3 separate regions of the Mus musculus genome follow, and all the other regions are linked to region 2. Evidence: chromatin contacts called from public HiChIP or PLAC-seq and promoter capture Hi-C data. All regions are on one chromosome and are shown on one strand. Each heading gives the region's core, a stretch centred on a gene start, on an enhancer-like site or on the middle of the called end of the contact. The rest is flanking DNA. Distances are from core to core; before and after follow the strand shown.

Region 1 (2,898 bases), core at 299-2,798, 630 kb before region 2:
GGTGGACCGGGAGGGGTATAAAATACGGAGCATAAATAAATAAATAAATAAATAAATAAATAAATGATTTTTTAAAATGAGAACCAATTCACAGAATTAACCACAAGGGTAGTGTTCGTCATGTCTAATGATGTTTTGAAGTTTTTTCCCTTCTGATGCATTTGGAGGGTGCTGTGTGCTTGCAATGTCTCTAATTCTCACAGCAGTCTTATTTTAACGGGAATTATACCAGTTCACTATGACACCCATTTGATATTCAGGATTTTATCTTGCATTATTCTGCTTTTACCATAATTTTCTCCCTTCCCTTCCTCCTTCCCCCCTCCCCTCTCCCCTCTCCTTTCCTCCTCTCCTCTCTCCTTTCTCTCCTCCCTCCCTCTCCTCTCCTTCCCCTCCCTCCCCTTTCCTTCCTTCACTTCCCCTCTCCTCCCTCTCCCCTCCCCTCTCCTCTTTCTTCCTCTCCTTCCCCTCCCCTCCTCTTTCTTCCGCTCCCCTCCCCTTCCCCCTTTCTCTGTACTTGTGTGGAGGCCAGATATTGTTTTAATCTCTTCACCTTATTTTCTTGATACAGGATCTCTGCCTGAACAGAGAGCTCAGGAATCATCTAGACCAATTGGCCATCAGTCCCAGGGAATCTCCTGTGTCAGTGCCCGGATTTAAAACAAACAAACAAACAAGAAACCCAAACAAAACAACCCCCAAAACCTCCCCATGTCTCCTGTGGATCCACTCAGGACCTCGAGCTTGCATGACAACCACTTCTCGGACTGGTAAATCCTAGCAACTCCGTTTTAAAAAGCAATTTCGTGCAAATGGAACAGAGGCTAGATTTCCTCTGAACAGCAATACAGGTCCCTGACACAGCGAACAGTAAGACACGAGTGTCATGGCACCCGCCCACCCCCACTTCCCACACAACACAGGCTTGCACCTGATCGTGCTGAGGAAGACCTGGAAGTCAGGGCGAGGATCCCGCCCGGTAGTGTGTGTCTTTCTGTACAGTACAAACCAACGGACAGACCCACGGAGGAGGAGGAGGGCACAAAGCCCAAAATGAAAGTAGTAAAAAACGGACATTGGAGTCCCAATTTCACAAATGGAGAATTAAAGGCACTATGGGTGGAGGAATAAAGAAAGGGCCAAGGAAGTGGTTGCCAAAAAGTCTACTCAAAATTTTCATGAAGTTAACTTGCTTTCCTACGTACGCACTGCCACCCAGTACGGGGTGCAGCCCCGGGTTAGGTGCCCTGCGGTTCCCAGCGCAGGGTCCCACAGCAGCCCCCCACCCCAGGGTCTGGGTGTCCTCCAGAGGGTAGCACAAGTCGGAGTTTCGACGCTTCTGTGCCTTCGCCTCGGGCCCGTTACGCCACGGCGCTGGGTGGGAGGAGGTCGCGGTAGGGGTGGGTCCCCAAGGTCCCCAGGCTGGGAGCGAGGAGTGGGGGGCGGGGCGTTGCTCCGACGCTAGCCCCGGGTCCCTGGCAGCCGGCCGCCACGTCAAGGTTTGTTTAATAATCGCCGGGGTATTTATGGCCTGGTCGGCAGGCGGCTGCGGGGGAGCCAGAACAGCGCGCCGGGCAGGGGGGACCTGCCCGGTCCGACCCGAGGGGGAGGATGGACACTCCAGCCGCGTTCTGAGCCTGTGTGGAAGATAACATCCTTAAGCTACATCACCCCGTCGTTCAGCCTAAGCCACCCACTCCCTCGTCCCCTCTACTACTAGATCTCCCGGAGTCGGAAGCGCGAAAAAGCGCGCGATGGCAGAAAGCCTGAAGAAGCTGGCCAAAAGCGAATCTTTACAAGCACTGCAGGATAAAGTCACCTACTGGGTGAACGACTACAACGTGAGTCAGGGTGGGAGATCCTAGGGCTCACAACCCCACCGCTCTTGGGACCCTAACGGGGATCTCAGACTCCTACCCAGGTCAAAGAAGAAAGCCCCACCTTTATCGGTGGTGGGGTGACTCCAGCCGTAGCGCTAACCAGTATTCGGTAACCTTGGACACCCGCGGCCCTAGCAACAGAAGGGTAGCTTAGAGCTGCCAGCCACTCCCATTCTCAGGACCTTCCCCCCTCCTTCCCTTTTTAGGGATTCCCGGAGTGAACTTTCCCTACACCTGGGTGCTATTAAGGAAAAGGGGCACTTGTAAAGGTTGCACTTTTTGTTTGCCCGCTGGTCAGCATGGCTATTAGGGTAGCAGGGCAACTTCCAGGAGGTGCTGGCAAGGCTTTTGTAAGAAATTACTGTGTCACCAGCACACTGTCACACTCAGAAGCACACTCCAAACTTCATGAATGCCACTTCAGCGGTGTTTCAACAGCTGCATGTTGAACTTGGCTCTCTTCGATGGAAGTGTCTTCAAGAGGAGGCTCTGAGTTTTACCCAGGCGGGGAGCAGTCAGGAAAGTGACGGTTAGGTTCTCCATCTCTATGTGGCTACAACTAGCCAAATAACGTTTCCTAGCCACACTGGGTCTCAGCATCTTATCTGTTCCATTGTTGGGATTGGATTAAACAATATGTAAACTTACTTTCTAGATCTCATTTTTAAATAATGTAGATCATCTTGTTTCTGAATTTACATCTGAACGTATCCCATATCTTGTTAAGTGTAGTTTCGATTTGGATCCGTTGCTAAGCACAGTCCTGTAATCCCCCAAAGAGGTTTTTATTAGTACTAGGGAATCTTGACTTAAACCTTAAGATCTGTATTCCCTACAGCAAACTCTAGTTGTTAATAATGTTAGTTGTAGAAGACTATATTTATTAAAAAGCTGTAAACTGTGTTGGTTTGGAAGGTTAATTTTGCAGTGTATACTCCTATTGGCTTAGCTAGAATTAACTTTAAAAAAAAAAAAAGTCACGTATAATCCTTTAGAATCATGAACACAGTTAAAGCCA
Region 2 (2,909 bases), core at 221-2,720:
CTCTGTGTGTAGAATTGCAAGGCCTACATAGAGGGTCTTTTCCTATCAATAACTTGTCAGTTTTAACATCAGTTTCTATATGTAAGACTGGAGACCCATTCAGATGATGAACATGTGACCTCTATTGACCAGGGGAAGCTAGTCACAAGTAGAGAGTGCCTCATCACTTGAGCCCCGCCTCTTAAACCGAGGGTTGCAGCCCCATGCGGGGCCTGTTCCTGAAGTGTGGGCTACAGGAAAGTTGGCAACAGGAAAAGGGGTTTAGAATGTACAAGAACCAAAAACGAGTTTAAACCCCAATGTATGAATCCTGGGTGTTTCTAACAGTGCTTTCTGGAGTTAGATTTCTAAGCCACTTCACTGTAGCCTTGGAACTGAATGCACAACACAGTTACCATGTGTGCCTTCACACTGCTCAAGGCCAGGAAGGAAAACATGGGGGAATAGTGGGCAGTCACAAAAGCAGGACTTACTCATGTTGTAGCCTGGCTCCCAAACAGGAAGTCAGTGATGCCACTCAGCCCGGTAGGGAATTAAGCCAAAGGTGCTTTGTGTCAGTTATCTTTATATTAAAACAAAAGGAGGGGATATATAATGATAGTACAACCACTACGAACTGGGGAATTTGAGTACAGGTAGATCTTTAAAAGTAACCTTTTCTGCTCCTCTATAAAATACCTACTTCAGTACCGGGCCAAGAACCCATCCTAGATAAGGGGGCTGGCTCTATGAGCAGTGCTCTGAAACCTCAAGGCGCATTTTAATTCCTTTTCAGGGAAGCAAAAAGTGTCCCATGGTGACTGACACTGGCTTCAAAACACAACTCCAGTGGGAATGCACTTGGACAGGCTCACAGATTTAAGTTTCTCTGAGACAAGGGTCCTTTGGGTGAGTGTACAAAGCCTAAAAGAGACCAAGCTGAGACAAAATGAACAGCAAAAGGTTTATAAAACAGGATTCCTGAGCAAGACCTGGTAATTCCTGCTGAGTCAGAGAGAGCCACGCCCAGCCATATGCAGTGCTTAACCCCAGAGTCTGAGTATTTAGTTTTGAATCTTCTTGGTTTTGTGGTCTGTCTTCAGTTTCCCCAAGCCGCTGTAAAACAATGAAGCTGGCTTTTGTACCTTCCCCAACAATGGTGAGAGTGGAAAATGATTCTGCTTACCTGCCCCTCTGTCCTTTATAAGTCAATGTGTTAAGCTGAATTCTGTAGCCTAGAGCACATTTTTTTTTAAATATAACTAAATAAAAAAGGCTATGGAGAGTTTTGAGACGACATGGGTATTTAAACACAGAACTTATTTAATTGGGATGTAATTAAGTCTCAGACCGTTTATGCTTTCCCATTTCTCTCGGGTCTTAGAGAGTATTGATCATAACACACTTATTTAATACTGTCTGACTGCGAGACTGTTCCCTGTAAAGGGGAGATCCTGGCCGAGCTGTCCTGGCTCTGGAAAGCTGGGCAAAGCATTCAGCATGCATTAGTGAAAACAGATGAGCATGCCCGGCATTCTTCAGAGGCCTGGACAGGGCCCTTCCTACGGCAGCACAATCATTTTGCTTATTTCCAATAAATATTTCTTTCATTTGGCATACAGCTTAGCACCATGTTTTATTAATTAGCCTTATGTTTCATCCTAAATACTAAAATAGAAGCCTCTCAAGTTCCTCAGGATCCGAGATGAATTCTCAGTGGCTTGCTAATGTCACCTTGGGGACTTTGGGGACTGGAGTGGTGATACTGGATGTGTGTCTAGTGGTATACAAAACCACCTTACAAAACAAGGTTTTATTAATAAATCACACCCCAAAGGTGTTTGCAAAACTTCCTTTAGAAGATTGCAAAACACCAGATGTAATTTTTTGTTGTTTTTATTGGTTTAAAAATTAGCTTAGAAACACAAATATTGAGTGTTTATGATTTTAGAAGACCAGAGAATCTGTCTGGAATTCTGGGTCAAAGACAGCACGCTTCAATCAAGTTAGGTTTAAAAATGTTTTTCCAAATTTGTAACAGATGTCGCCACAATGCCACTTATATTCGCCCCTGCCACAAAGAATCTCTCAGCACACCAGAGAATGTCCTTAGATAAGGAAAACAAGCAGGAAAGCTGGGGCTACTTAAAATGGTGCAGGAATTGCCCAGACATGACTTCTCCTATGACAGCAAGGGGATAGGAGTGACAGGCCACCCTCTACACACTCTGCTTTGCGGCAGGTGCACCCACTTTTGCCTGCATAAAAGGCAACACCCTACAGCCCCCCTTTTCCCTGGTGTTTAGAAAAGAAAATCCTGTCAGGTTTTCTTAAAGCTGTATAAGTCTTTGGAGAATTCCCCCACCCCACCCCCACCCCCAACTTCCTGCTTTGTGTCCCTGAGAGAATCTTATTCTGCAAACTTGCAGCTGACAATGAAGCATCAAGTTCAAGCCCTATGGTAAGAGATGAAGGATCTGCGTCCTCAGCCGTGCTACGGCGCTCTGTGTGCTGTGGGGATATGCACACCCCCTCATCCCACAAAAGGAGGATTTGTCAAGATGCACTGAGAAAAACGCCTAACTCGAAATCTAAAATGCCTAGCCTACAAGGAAGAATTTGTGATGGGAAGAGAAAACAAAAGTCTGAACCACGTGAAACGATACACGGGTCGTTTTAAGGTTTCTGGTGGGGATTTCATGCAGGAAATCCACCTAACACTATGAGAAGACGGGGCTCTGGACATGATGCTTTGTGATTCTCTGTCTAAAAACAGGTAGAGTTGGAGAGGACTTTGTGGTGAGCGATCACTGTTCTGTCCCCACTTACTGAGGCTGGCATTTTTTGAACAGAGTTGAACAAACTCTGACTTTCTGTTGGCCTTTCTTTCCCACAAGCATTTCTCCTCAGGATGTTTCTCCACACACACA
Region 3 (2,914 bases), core at 174-2,673, 680 kb after region 2:
TCTCTCTCTCTCTCTCTCTCTCTCTCTCTCTCTCTCTCCCTCTCTCTCTCTCTCTCTCTCTCTCTCTCTCTCTCTCTCTCTCTCTCTCCCTCTCTCTCTCTCTCTCTCTCTTGTGTCTGGGCATGGAATGGAAACCGTTCCTATGGAAGCCAGAAAGGGACATTGGCATTTCTGGAGCTAGACAGTTGTGAGCCACCTACTGTGGGTTCTGGAAAGTCACTGGTGTCCTGTGGAAGAACAGCAAGCATTCTTAACCACTGAGCCATCTCTCCAGCCCTGAGCAAAGGTTTTATGGAGCTATTAATGAAAAGACACAAGAGGAAAAGTCAAATATTCCTCTTCTCAGAAAGAGTGATAAGTATTTATTCAGTGCCTACTATTTGTCAGACATTTAAAATCCCCTGGTCTTGTTCTCTGTGTCCTTGGAGGTTTTGGAGGCACATCTCCCCTTTGGAATTTTAAGTATTGCATGAGCTAGTTAGTTAATGGAGGGATCAAGAGGGCGATGCCAGTTTGAAACAATGTTGTCGCTGGACTCCAGTTACAATGTATTCATCTGGACTGTGACAGCAAGGCAGTCTGAGTATGAGCCACAGTCTTCTGCCTTGGCAGCCACACCCATTCGCAGGGCTGATTGCTAGCAGCCAGCAAAGGCTTCTGATAAAAGGGAAGCTGCTGAGCTATTAGGTTTGCCGAGCTCCCAGGTAGATTTCCACAGGCAGAGGAGAAAGAGCGGTGCCTTGTTTTTGCCGGCGTGGGTGTTAGCAACGCGAGACAGGAACCCAGCATTAATACAGGCACCGGCTCCTCGTAGAGCCAACTCCAAAGGGTCCTGGTGACTTTTTCTCTGCAGTTTGACTCCTCCCTCCCTCCCTGGGAGCCTCTCTGTTCAGTCAAGCTTTTCCATCCTACCCCAGGCTGAATAGAGAGCAGAGGGTGCCAGAGACCGAGGTAGACACTCAACTCCACTTCTACCGAACCAGTCTTCCTTTCGACGTCTGTCTCTTCTCCCTTTGGTTTTTGATCATCTTGTGCTGGATTTTGCTTCTGCCACTCTTCTGTTAATAGGTAGCTGGTGATCTGCGTCATCCTGGAGGGTCATCCATCTCTACGGCCTTCTTCCACATTCTCAGGGGCCTTTCTTAATGATCACCCTTTTAGAATCACATGCCTGCTGCTGCTTCACAAGACACAAGCATTTGCTTTGTGCCCCCTGCATTTGTGTTCCAATCTTAAACTGTCCCCTTGCCTGCCGACTTCCATCCCTTAATATTCTTGAAGACAACCGGTCCCTTCTCATGGAAGTCAGTATCCTCAGACACAGGCCTTCTGAGTTTCTCTCCTGCCACAGGGCCACGGGACTGCTCTGCTTCGCCTGACAGATCAAAGGACATTTTCCCCAGCCTGTTCACTTTCTGCCTGGTGATCATAGAAGTACCCAGAGCACAGCTAGATGGCGCTCACGCCTACACATTTCTGAGGAATGACGTTTTTTTCCTCAGAGGAATTTCTGAGGAAGAAGTTTTTCCATTTGTCTCCCATCTTGAGCTCACAGCTTTGGGAGGAGGGGGACTGGAGCACATGGACTAATTACAAAGAAACTGGAACGTGTGCATTTTCTAATCAAACTGATATCTAATGGGCACGCGAGTCAGATTCAGTTCTAAGTCCTCAACATTGCCCTGCTACACATACCTTGCCCCAGGAGACAGATACAGAAATGGCACTTAGAGACTTGGTAAATTTGCCCAGAGCAGAAGGGTGTCAGAGATGGAAGTCCACAGGCATCTTGCACCAAAACTACCCTTAACAACAAGGGACTGGTTGGAGAATGGAACCAAGAGAAGAAACTGGGAGTGTTGGGAAGGCACGGCTTTCTACACAAAGCATTGTTCTGCCTAAAATTACTCCACAGCCCTAAAGCACCATGTGTATTTTGAATATCCAATCATTTTTTCTAAAAGCCCTAAGTATATAGCTCAGTGGTAGCGCACTGGCCCACTGTGTAAGATCCATGCTCAAACCCCTGCACCATGGAGTTACAGTAGGAATAATAATAGTAATAATAGCTGGGTGTTGGCAGTGAATGCCTTCCATCCCAGCACTCAAGAGTCAAGAGTTCAAAGTCTGCTTGGGCTATGGAGGGAGACAGTATCTCAAAACAACAATAGCGATAATTTTTATGAGACTGAATATATAGGACTCAACTCAACTATGATCAAAGGTGAATCTGGCACACATAGGCCGAACTTTATATATTAAGAGGGGAGAGCTAAGAGCATTTGGCTCTTGCTTCTTCTCCATTCTCTTCTCTGCTCATTTTCAGACTCAAGCTTTGTGGGACACACTGAACTTATAACAGGACCCATGATGTCCCAAGGATGCACTGAACATGTATGTTGCTGAGTCCATTTCTATTCTCCAAAGAGTAGCAACATTTTTTTACTCTGAATGAAGATCCGTGTGGACCATACTTGAAGACCCTGTAAATCTCGAATAAATAAATCTCTAATTCTATCCCTACTGACTCCCCTGAAGGCCTCCTAGCCTTTCCATCACCCCCTCCCTCCCTAAGGCGTGATGTTAGAGAGGGGACCCAGGGGGAAGAGGCAACATCCCTACTCTATCACAGGTGGAACCTCACTTCTCATTGTTGATAGACGCTTGCAGGTTAGGTGACCACTTATAAAGCCCCTCCTGGAGTCTTGGGGGTTGCCTGTAACCACTAGTGGTTCCTGTCATTTACTCTTCATTACTGGAGTACTCTGGCTGCAGTAAAGGTGATCAATCACAGAATGGTATTGTCCTTTAAAACTCCGTATAGGAAACAGGCACTGGGCTGGACCGTGAGGTTTTGTAGGATCTAGTACACAGAGATTTGTGAAAGACCAAAGCCACTGTGTTTCTGCAGTCT

The links. Promoter capture Hi-C pulls out the DNA fragments that hold promoters and counts their contacts. HiChIP or PLAC-seq counts read pairs in DNA pulled down with a chosen protein or histone mark.
Region 1: a promoter capture Hi-C map of embryonic stem cells shows a contact between it and region 2, with 4 times the contacts expected there. The contact joins the promoter of Spata18 here to the enhancer-like site in region 2. A contact is called at or near these places in 12 of 39 promoter capture datasets (the 3T3-L1 cell line, 3T3-L1-derived adipocytes, embryonic stem cells and 6 more), 1 of 484 Hi-C or Micro-C datasets (CD4 T cells), 6 of 115 datasets of contacts at active chromatin or transcription factors (T-cell acute lymphoblastic leukemia, embryonic basal ganglia, embryonic forebrain and 2 more) and 3 of 9 other capture datasets (adipose tissue, liver and macrophages).
Region 3: a contact with region 2 is called in a CTCF HiChIP or PLAC-seq map of the NIH/3T3 cell line, with 5 read pairs. The contact joins two enhancer-like sites. A contact is called at or near these places in 1 of 15 datasets of contacts at CTCF or cohesin (the NIH/3T3 cell line) and 3 of 115 datasets of contacts at active chromatin or transcription factors (embryonic basal ganglia, embryonic limb bud and embryonic stem cells).

What each region holds. Positions count from the first base shown.
Region 1 is chr5:73,649,832-73,652,729 of GRCm38.p6, forward strand. It overlaps Spata18 (spermatogenesis associated 18), which reads left to right and starts at 1,549. Exons shown (of 13, transcript NM_178387.3): 1 at 1,549-1,841. The coding sequence starts at 1,755. Gm34902 (a long non-coding RNA gene) reads right to left here and starts at 2,023. Exons shown (of 2, transcript XR_377025.3): 1 at 1,942-2,023; 2 at 1,149-1,637.
Region 2 is chr5:74,284,476-74,287,384 of GRCm38.p6, forward strand. The region is part of intron 5 of Scfd2 (Sec1 family domain containing 2); the gene reads right to left. Among named protein-coding and RNA genes, the nearest start is that of Gm32064, 31 kb to the right of the region's middle. Within about 2 kb of position 1,471, at least 57 of the 459 cell types and tissues checked have an H3K27ac peak or open chromatin away from gene starts, as enhancers often do. A contact at or near this core is called in 3T3-L1-derived adipocytes, the NIH/3T3 cell line and embryonic stem cells, where this site is marked.
Region 3 is chr5:74,959,913-74,962,826 of GRCm38.p6, forward strand. It overlaps Gm6116 (predicted gene 6116), which reads left to right. Exons shown (of 5, transcript NR_045866.1): 3 at 2,327-2,394. The region is part of intron 1 of Gm52778 (a long non-coding RNA gene); the gene reads right to left. Among named protein-coding and RNA genes, the nearest start is that of Gm6116, 12 kb to the left of the region's middle. Within about 2 kb of position 1,424, at least 51 of the 459 cell types and tissues checked have an H3K27ac peak or open chromatin away from gene starts, as enhancers often do. A contact at or near this core is called in the NIH/3T3 cell line, where this site is marked.